2 separate regions of the Sus scrofa genome follow, and region 1 is linked to region 2. Evidence: chromatin contacts called from public Hi-C data. All regions are on one chromosome and are shown on one strand. The core of a region is the stretch at or near the end of the contact, and the rest is flanking DNA. Distances in the headings are between cores, read along the strand shown. Region 1 holds the start of RBM48 (RNA-binding protein 48). Region 2 holds the start of MTERF1 (transcription termination factor 1, mitochondrial).

Region 1 (4,124 bases), core at 748-3,247, 590 kb after region 2:
CTTCATTTCTGTTAGAAATAGAGATTAGAAACAAAACTGGAAGATTTGATCCAAACTGTTAATATTAGTTATCTCAAGGTTTGGGAACTATGAGCAACTAACTTTTATTTTCTTGTTTGTAATTTTCCATGCTTCCAAATTTTCTATAAAGCATGTACTACTTTTATAATTGGGGAAAAAAAGTAGGCCTAATCTGCTGATATAGGCTGGATAGAAACAAGTTTTTTCCAAGGCTAAAGGGATTTATATTTCAAAAAAAAATTTCATGAACTAATTCTTACTGAAGCCTCAAAATGTAAAACAAAGATCAAGACCACTAAATTCTTAAATAGTGATGAAGGTAAAACAGCATCCACATCTTAGATAAAATTATCAGTTACTCTACATTACTATAAACTCATTAGGTGGGGATTTGAAGGCACGTGGAAAATCATCAAAGCTGAAAGCACAGGGCAGGGAGCAGCTACCTGGGACCAGGTGATAATAACTAACTCATCTCCAGCCAGAAGGAAGCTTATCAGGGCCAAGAGACTGCCTACTTTATAGTAAAAGAAATAATGGCAGGATCTGTTGAAATTAATGTGCTATGAAAGATAGGGGAAAATACTCTAGAAAAGGAGTTACAGAGAAGTAGCTAAAATGGAAAAGGGAGATATTTGAAATTATTGCAAACTGTTGAAATTACTGCAAACCAGTGGGTACTATGCATTCAGGATTTTCGAAGATTTCAAACAGCCTATCCTTTTAGCCCCTTAAGCAAGCACGCTCAAACTCGTAAACCAGGTGTCTCCACTTTACAATTAGGAAAATACAGATGTTGCATCTCTGTAACCATGCAAGTGTTAGAGCTATGAACCGCCACAACCACAAGGTGCAGAGCGCAAGTGAAAACAGAGGTTCAAGGAATTCTAACTACCTATGACCAAGTATGCATACTCCCACAGCACATTCCTGGAGCACCCCGGAGGTGTTTGGAGACACAGGAAGAAGGTTCATATTAATCTATCCCGCTCGTGGGACACAGGGCTCCACCTCTGTTAACCAATAGAGACTTCACAAACCAAGTCCGCCCCTCTTTCTGAAGGCCGGGACCACAGCCATGCAAGCACCTGGAAATCGCTGGCAGGAAAAACGTTTTCTAATAATGAAACAAAACAGAACAGAATCCCAAAAGACAAACAAACCCGACTTCTCAAGAGCTTTTCCAACCTGGAGTGAGGAATAGTTGAACGAAGAGGGAGAATATCGGGGCGTTTCAAAGCCCAGTTCCGGCGAGTAAAAGACCTGGAATACAGCAGGTCAACTCAAAGAAGCCGTGCTGCACTAGACGTGATGTGGCTGTCAAGAGCGCCCAGGCCAGCCCTGCCCGCAAGGGGTCCTCAGTGTGGCCTCTGAACCGGTCGGCGGGGCTGGGAAAGCAGCCCTAATCCCGCCGCCGGGAGAGGCCTGAGCGGCCGCTGCGTCCCTAAAAGGCCTGGGTCTCGGCCGACCGCAGACTGGCCAGCAGCTGTCCCAAGTCGGTGGTGAGAGCCCGGCACCAAGCGGGCGCCTTACCTGCAGCAGGTGTAGCTGGGCCACAAGGCGCCGCGGCAAGTGGAGGAAGCAGTCGCGAGCGTTGGTGAAGGCCACCGTCACGGCCGCCCCGCCTCCGCCAGCACCCGCCAGGCGATCGCCGCCCCACATTGTCTGCAGGCACCGACCCCCAGCCGCCCAACCTATCTTTCCCGGGCCAACCCCGCAGGTCGCGGGCGTCGGACCCGGAGACGATCGATCGGCCCCGCCCCCTAAGGCCCCGCGGCGCATCCGGAGCGGGAGGGGCCAGCACGCCTGCGCCTGTTCTCAGGGCCTTTCCGCCGCGCCGCTGGGGGGCGACACGTTCTTCACCAAATCCTCGCTCACAGGAAACGATGGCCGACGGTGTCGATTCTTCAGCCAATCTCGGAACGCCTTAACTCACCCCTCTCTCTTATTGGGTAAACGGTGGGGCAACGGGGCGGATGTTGTCGTTCGCGAGGGATAACACCGGCAAGATGGCGTTGAGCGGCGGGCAGCTAGGAGGCTTATTCGATCACCACGTCCAAAGGGCTGTATGCGACTCGCGGGCCAAGTATCGAGAGGGGCGCCGCCCTCGCGCTGTCAGGGTAAAGTGACTTTGGTTTCAATCGCTATCCCCGGTAGCTTTCTGTGAGTTCCAGCTTCACATGCCCAGCTTACGTAAATAACATCTTGAGAGGCTGCGGTCACATCGATTAACTGAAGAAGAATATGAAAAACGCTGGTACTCAAGTACCAAAGATGCTTGAGTGCTCTTTAGTCTACTGCTAGAACCTCAGCTCCGTGAGAAGAGGGCTGTGTTTCAGTCACTGTATCTTCCGTGTTTACAGTGGTCCTTGTTACATGGTAAACGCTCAGCGAATACTTGTTAACTCGTCCCTGTAACTTCTACCGAGCTAATTTGTGGAAAACACATTGATGGAAGATAATGTTACGTGCTTTAGCTAAAGGCCTTTGCAAGAAGGGTAAACTATTCATTATGTAGAGAGAGGGGCAAGTTTTTAGATTTCCTGTTTTTATGCAAACCAGTCGAAAGGTGTTTTTTTCAACTTTAAAAAAATATAGGATTAGATTTGTCCCAGGCTTCTTTGTGAAATACATTTAATGTGTCTGATTTCTTATAGGTTTACACGATCAATTTGGAATCTCGGTACTTATTAATACAAGGAGTTCCTGCAGTCGGAGCCATGAAGGAATTAGTTGAGCGATTTGCTTTGTATGGTGCAATTGAACAGTATAATGCTCTAGATGAATACCCAGCAGAAGACTTTACAGAAGTTTATCTTATTAAATTTCTCAATTTACAAAGTGCAAGGTAATATGCAAGTTAAACAGTGTCTCATTTTCTCCATTCCCGTTGCCTACATTTGGCCTCCCTCATTCATTTCTGAATTACCCAGTAACTAACATGACCCTGTATTCTTCTAGTCTTTTTAAATGTTAGCCCTACCAAACTCTTTCTATCACGTCATTCCCATGCTTAACAATTTTTTTGTGTGTGTAGTATGGTAGATTAAAAATTGGTTTGGGAGTAAATTTTCAAGTTTCACTGTTTACTAACATCATGACCATGGACAGGTTACTTGACCCCATTAAGACTGTTTTCTTATTCTTTAGACACCAGTATGGTAAAAGGACCTACTTACGGAGGTTGTGTGAGGATGACATGGATCCATGTATAGGGCTTAGCACAGTGCCTTCTATTCAGAAGGCAGTAAACATTAGGTATTGGATCTCTTATTTTATGGACCTGTGTAATTGAATCTCCTTCTATATAACATAAAATTTTCTCCAACAATTAAGTACGAAATGCCCTATCTCTTTTTTCCCTCATTTTAAAAAATGAAAGTGTTGATTTACAACCTTTCAGGTGTACAGCAAAGTGTTTCAGTTATACACACACACACACATATACCTATTTGTGTGTGTATACACACACACATTCCTTTTCAAATTATTTTCCTTTATAAGTTATTGCAGGATATTGAATAGAGTTCCCTGTGCTAACCAGTAGGTCCTTGTTGTTTATCTGTTTTACATATAGTAGTGTGTAGCTGTTAATCCCAAATCCCCAATTTAACCCTCTTCTTCCTTTCTACTTGGGGCCTTGGCTCTTTTTATGTTGACTCCTATTCTTATTGATAGGCTCCAAGACCCATCTTCTCTTGGCTGTTAGAATTCATATTTTCTTTTCTGTGCTACAGATAGCCCTTGTAGTCTTTCTGCCATAAATCACTTGGGTTAATGTCATCGTGTGTTGTTCTCAGGTTGCCGTTATATATAATCTCACTACCCTAACCAATTTGTCAGCTCCTCATGGTTAGGGATATTTTCTCATTGTGTATTTTAAGGAGTTTTGCATCTCTCACTCCACCTGGTACAGTAGGTCATGCAGTGTGACATCTGGATTTGAATCTTAGCTCCAAAAGCTAATGTGAGAATGGCCAAGTTATAAATCTCTCTAGGCTTCAGTTTCATCAGAGGGTTGTTGTGTTAATTCAAGAGAAGCACTTAAGCACTTTGGTCACTGCCTGGGATGTGGTAAAATCTCAGTAAGTATTTATCATTTT
Region 2 (3,966 bases), core at 283-2,782:
GTCCCCAATAGTAGAATGATTAATAAATTGTGGTATATCTATACAATATAATGCTATACAGTCAACTTTAAAAACTAAGACTGATCAAACACAAAAGAAAGATGTCCAAGATATTCTAAGTGGCAAACTGCTTAACAGTATGGCTAAGATAATACCACTTACCTAAGAAGGGGAGGGGGACATTAATATATACGGGGGGGGGATGGAATACAGTTGTTTTTCAGTTTTCAACAAAAACTTAAGCCTGATAAATATCAATTTCATTTGATTGATTTGATCAATGGAGCACCTGATCTCCATTCAAAACAATTCTATTACATCTAATAAAGTGAATAAATATTTAAACAGTATAATGCAAGAAGCACAAACTGCTTCAATCTACAAATAGCAAAAATAATTAATATTCCATATTTATTTCCATCTGTCTCTCAAGCTGACTTTTTGGGGGCTTGTTTTTGGGGTTTTTTTTTGTTGTTGTTTTGGGTTTTTTTGACCACACCCTCAGTCTGCAACTATTTCAGGGCCAGGGATGGAACCCTGGCAACAGCAGTGACAACACTGGATTCTTAAACTGCTGAGCCACCAGGGAACTCCCTCAAATTGACACTTTTAAATAACCAAAGCCATTATTCCAAAGACTAAAGAACAAAATTAACAAATATACTGAAAGTATCTGTACCTCCAACTTGTGAGGTCTAAGGAGTGAAAGAGGATTTACATTCCCCTCTGCTACACAATTCCCCAAAGGAGGTTTTAATGGAAATAGGTAATTACTGGTTCCAGAATACTACATTCCAATTGGTCTTCTTTTGACAAAATGAACTAAGTTTGGAGATCTTTACAGCAGTGCATTTCTCACCTCATTTGTCTTAAGGATAGAGGACTTTGCATTCCTCCAAAAAAACCTGAAAAACAGCTGTCCCTAGAAATGGAAAAATAAAAAGGGGTACAAAATATCGTCAGGACCTCATAAAACAAATTAAAGAGATCAATCTCAGCTAACACTGCATAATGTCTTCTTGAGATGCATAACCTCTGGTACACCAAGTATCTCTCAGAGATACTTAAAAGAAAATGGCAAGTACAAGCCCCAGTGTGAAGGGAAAAGGTACCAAAATCACAAGCATAATTTGTAAAACCAGAACTAAGTGCTTCACACACATTATCTTACTTAAACCCACAACTTAAATGGTAGGCATCATTCCTAAAACTACAAAATCAGAAAAAGCGCCGAGCCCCCTTACTAGCTTGACAACTAGCGAAAGCAAGGTTCGAACACCAGGTGAGTCGTTAACTCAAAACTATGGTATTTCCACGGGTTCTATTCCACGAGTTCTTCCATCCCTCTTCCTCCCACAAGGAAACTGCAAGGGGCTGCACAGAAATGGGACTCTGCTATCCATAACAGTCACTCAGTCCTGGTTCTAAAAACAAAAGGCACAGCGGCAGCGAGTCACCGACCTCCACCTCGACGGTAAACAGGCGCTGTACATGGCTTTACTTCCGCCTCTGGCGTCTAGAGCGTGACCGAAAAGCGGAAATGAATAAGAATAACTTCCGGCCAAGGGCCGCGCACAGAGGTGACGTCACAACGTGGCTCAGTAACCCCCCCCCCACCTCCGGCGGCCGCGCGGTTGTCCTCCGTAGCCTGACGCGAGGAGCCCGGCAGGGGGCAGCAGGAGACCGCGGTGGTCGCCGGAGCCGAGCGGTAAGGGAGGATTTTGGAGGGCGGAGCGCGGCCATAAAATTTCTCTAGACCCGGCCCTAGGCCGAGAGTTGCTGCAGGGATCCATTGCTTGCAGGCGACAAGCGATGGGAAAGTCATTATTATATACATGAATTTTGCACCCTGATAGGATAATTATGTTTATTAATGTGGTTAACATGATGCGATTGAACACCTCGGTGTTTGGTACAGGAAAACGCCTGTGAACAGCCCCAAATTTCCTTGTTGAAGTGCCTTGGAAATCCTCAAGTGTGGCTTCTAATCAGAATTCAATTGCAGCTTTCAGGCTGGGAAGCGACTCTAGTGTGCTTCGATTTAAGTGCGTGCAACATGAATTACTTCTGATTGTTTTGAAATTGTGACAAATCTGGACTATTTATTTTTTATTTTTTGATCTTTTTTGTCTCTTTAGGGCCGCACCCGCGGCATGTGGAGGTTACCAGAGTAGGGGTCAAATCAGAGCGGAGCTGTAGCTGCCAGTCTACGGAACTGAACCGCACTGCGGAACTGAACCACGTCTACGACCTACACCACGGTTCGTGGCAATGCCAGATCCTGAACCCACTGAGTGAGGCCAGGAATCAAACCCCAGTCCTCATGGATATTAGTTGGATAATAGTCGGATTCGGTAACCACTGAGCCACAATGGGAATTCCACAAATTTGAGCTATTTAAATCAAAGTTTCAACAGAAACTTCATCTCTTCTCAGCCAGTGCGGTTTTGTCACCTCTGAAGGTTTTGCCTAAAAACTTCCAGGTCCCGTCAGTCTCACTCTTAGCCCCAAAAGAAGGTTTATGCATAGGTCAGTGAAATAATACTCAGGATGCCAAGTTATTTTCTGGAGAAAGTGTTAGTTTGGCCCTTGGAAGAACAAAGGAAGTTGATCCTGAATTCCACTGCAAGGAAGAATTTACTGCATTACCCTCCTCTGTGTAGGAGCATAATTCGTAGAATTTTCTTCATCCGATTTCTGCACCAACAAACCAATTAATGTTTTATCTTCACTAGATGACTCCCAGCTGGTTTGTTGTTGCCACTTTCTTTTGAAGTAACCTTCCCTTTTGTTGGTTTATAGGAGTAAAGGTTTATCTTTGGGTCTTTAAATTGCTAATAATGGCCATCTGCTAAGTGAAACTATTTACTACAGTTCTCCTAGGTTAAAAGACAAATAGTCCTGGGAGTTCCCTTGTGGCTCAGAGGGTTAAGGATCCACTGTTATCACTGCACGGCTTGGGTCGCTGCTGTGGCCCAGGTTGAATCCCTGGCACCAGAACTTCCATGTGCCACGAGTGCGGCCAAAAAAAAGTTCTGAAAAGTTAGAAATGGTCTCTTTATGTGAATTTTTAAAATCTATTTCTGCATGGAAGGATCTCCTATATTCCAGTTAATATTTACTAGTGTATGTAAATGTATAACTTTATGTACATAAATATGTAAATATTATATCTAAAAACTGCCTTACAATCAGAATGTAAAACAGTAAAATCTCTTTTGTAGGAATCATTAAACTTCAGACTTAAGAAGAGCTTTGGAATTATGGAGCTTCAATTCTCCTTCTACAGATGAGACACTGAAACCCTTAGAGTAGGAGCCAGCAAGAGAATGCATGTTTTATACCTCCTTGACAAGTAGTCTACTGTGATTTACACAGCATATCCCTGCTATCGCAGAGAAGGCGCTGGATCCTTGACCCACTGGGCCACAGCAGGAACTCCTATCAAAGGTTATTTCAGACTTACTTAAGCAACTTCACTATTTGCTTTTTGTGATGCCTTATAGGCAAAGGAGATTGGTTCTTTTGAAAATAAGTTCCATATTTCCTATCCAAAATTTTCTGATTCCAAAAACATTTTTCCAAATATATTTTAAATGCATGCTATGAAATACTGACAAGAATAACGAAAGTATAATAATGATTAGATTATGGTGGTGTATTATTGATAAATTTTTTCCTTCTCATACTTCTGCAGAGGTTTAATCATTAATGATTTGTGCGACTTTGTCATTATCTCCAATAAGAGCAATGACTACTACTTGGTTGTCATTGGTGGTGTGTTAGACTGGAACCTGTATGTACCTTGCCTTCTTTTATTCACTGTCACTATACCCTCCCACTCTTTTTTTCAGGATGGGAGGATACAGTGGAAAACAAAGCCCTGCCCTCCTGGAGTTCATTTCTAGGATTGGTCTTGCTCTCAGCCTAAGTGCTGTCTGCTCCTCTGCATGCTTCCCAAGACCA

What was found. A called contact is a pair of places that touch in the nucleus more often than the background predicts.
Region 1: a contact with region 2 is called in a Hi-C map of embryonic fibroblasts, with 3 times the contacts expected there. The contact joins the promoter of RBM48 here to the promoter of MTERF1 in region 2. A contact is called at or near these places in 2 of 5 promoter capture datasets (fetal liver and liver) and 12 of 47 Hi-C or Micro-C datasets (alveolar macrophages, blood, embryonic fibroblasts and 6 more).

Annotation. Positions count from the first base shown.
Region 1 is chr9:72,442,814-72,446,937 of Sscrofa11.1, forward strand. RBM48 (RNA-binding protein 48) reads left to right here and starts at 1,998. Exons shown (of 5, transcript XM_003130141.5): 1 at 1,998-2,141; 2 at 2,679-2,869. The coding sequence starts at 1,998. It overlaps PEX1 (peroxisome biogenesis factor 1), which reads right to left and starts at 1,905. Exons shown (of 23, transcript XM_021102380.1): 1 at 1,555-1,905. The coding sequence starts at 1,803.
Region 2 is chr9:71,852,328-71,856,293 of Sscrofa11.1, forward strand. It overlaps MTERF1 (transcription termination factor 1, mitochondrial), which reads right to left and starts at 1,533. Exons shown (of 6, transcript XR_002347027.1): 1 at 1,462-1,533. LOC102157861 (a long non-coding RNA gene) reads left to right here and starts at 1,618. Exons shown (of 3, transcript XR_305521.3): 1 at 1,618-1,708; 2 at 3,225-3,450.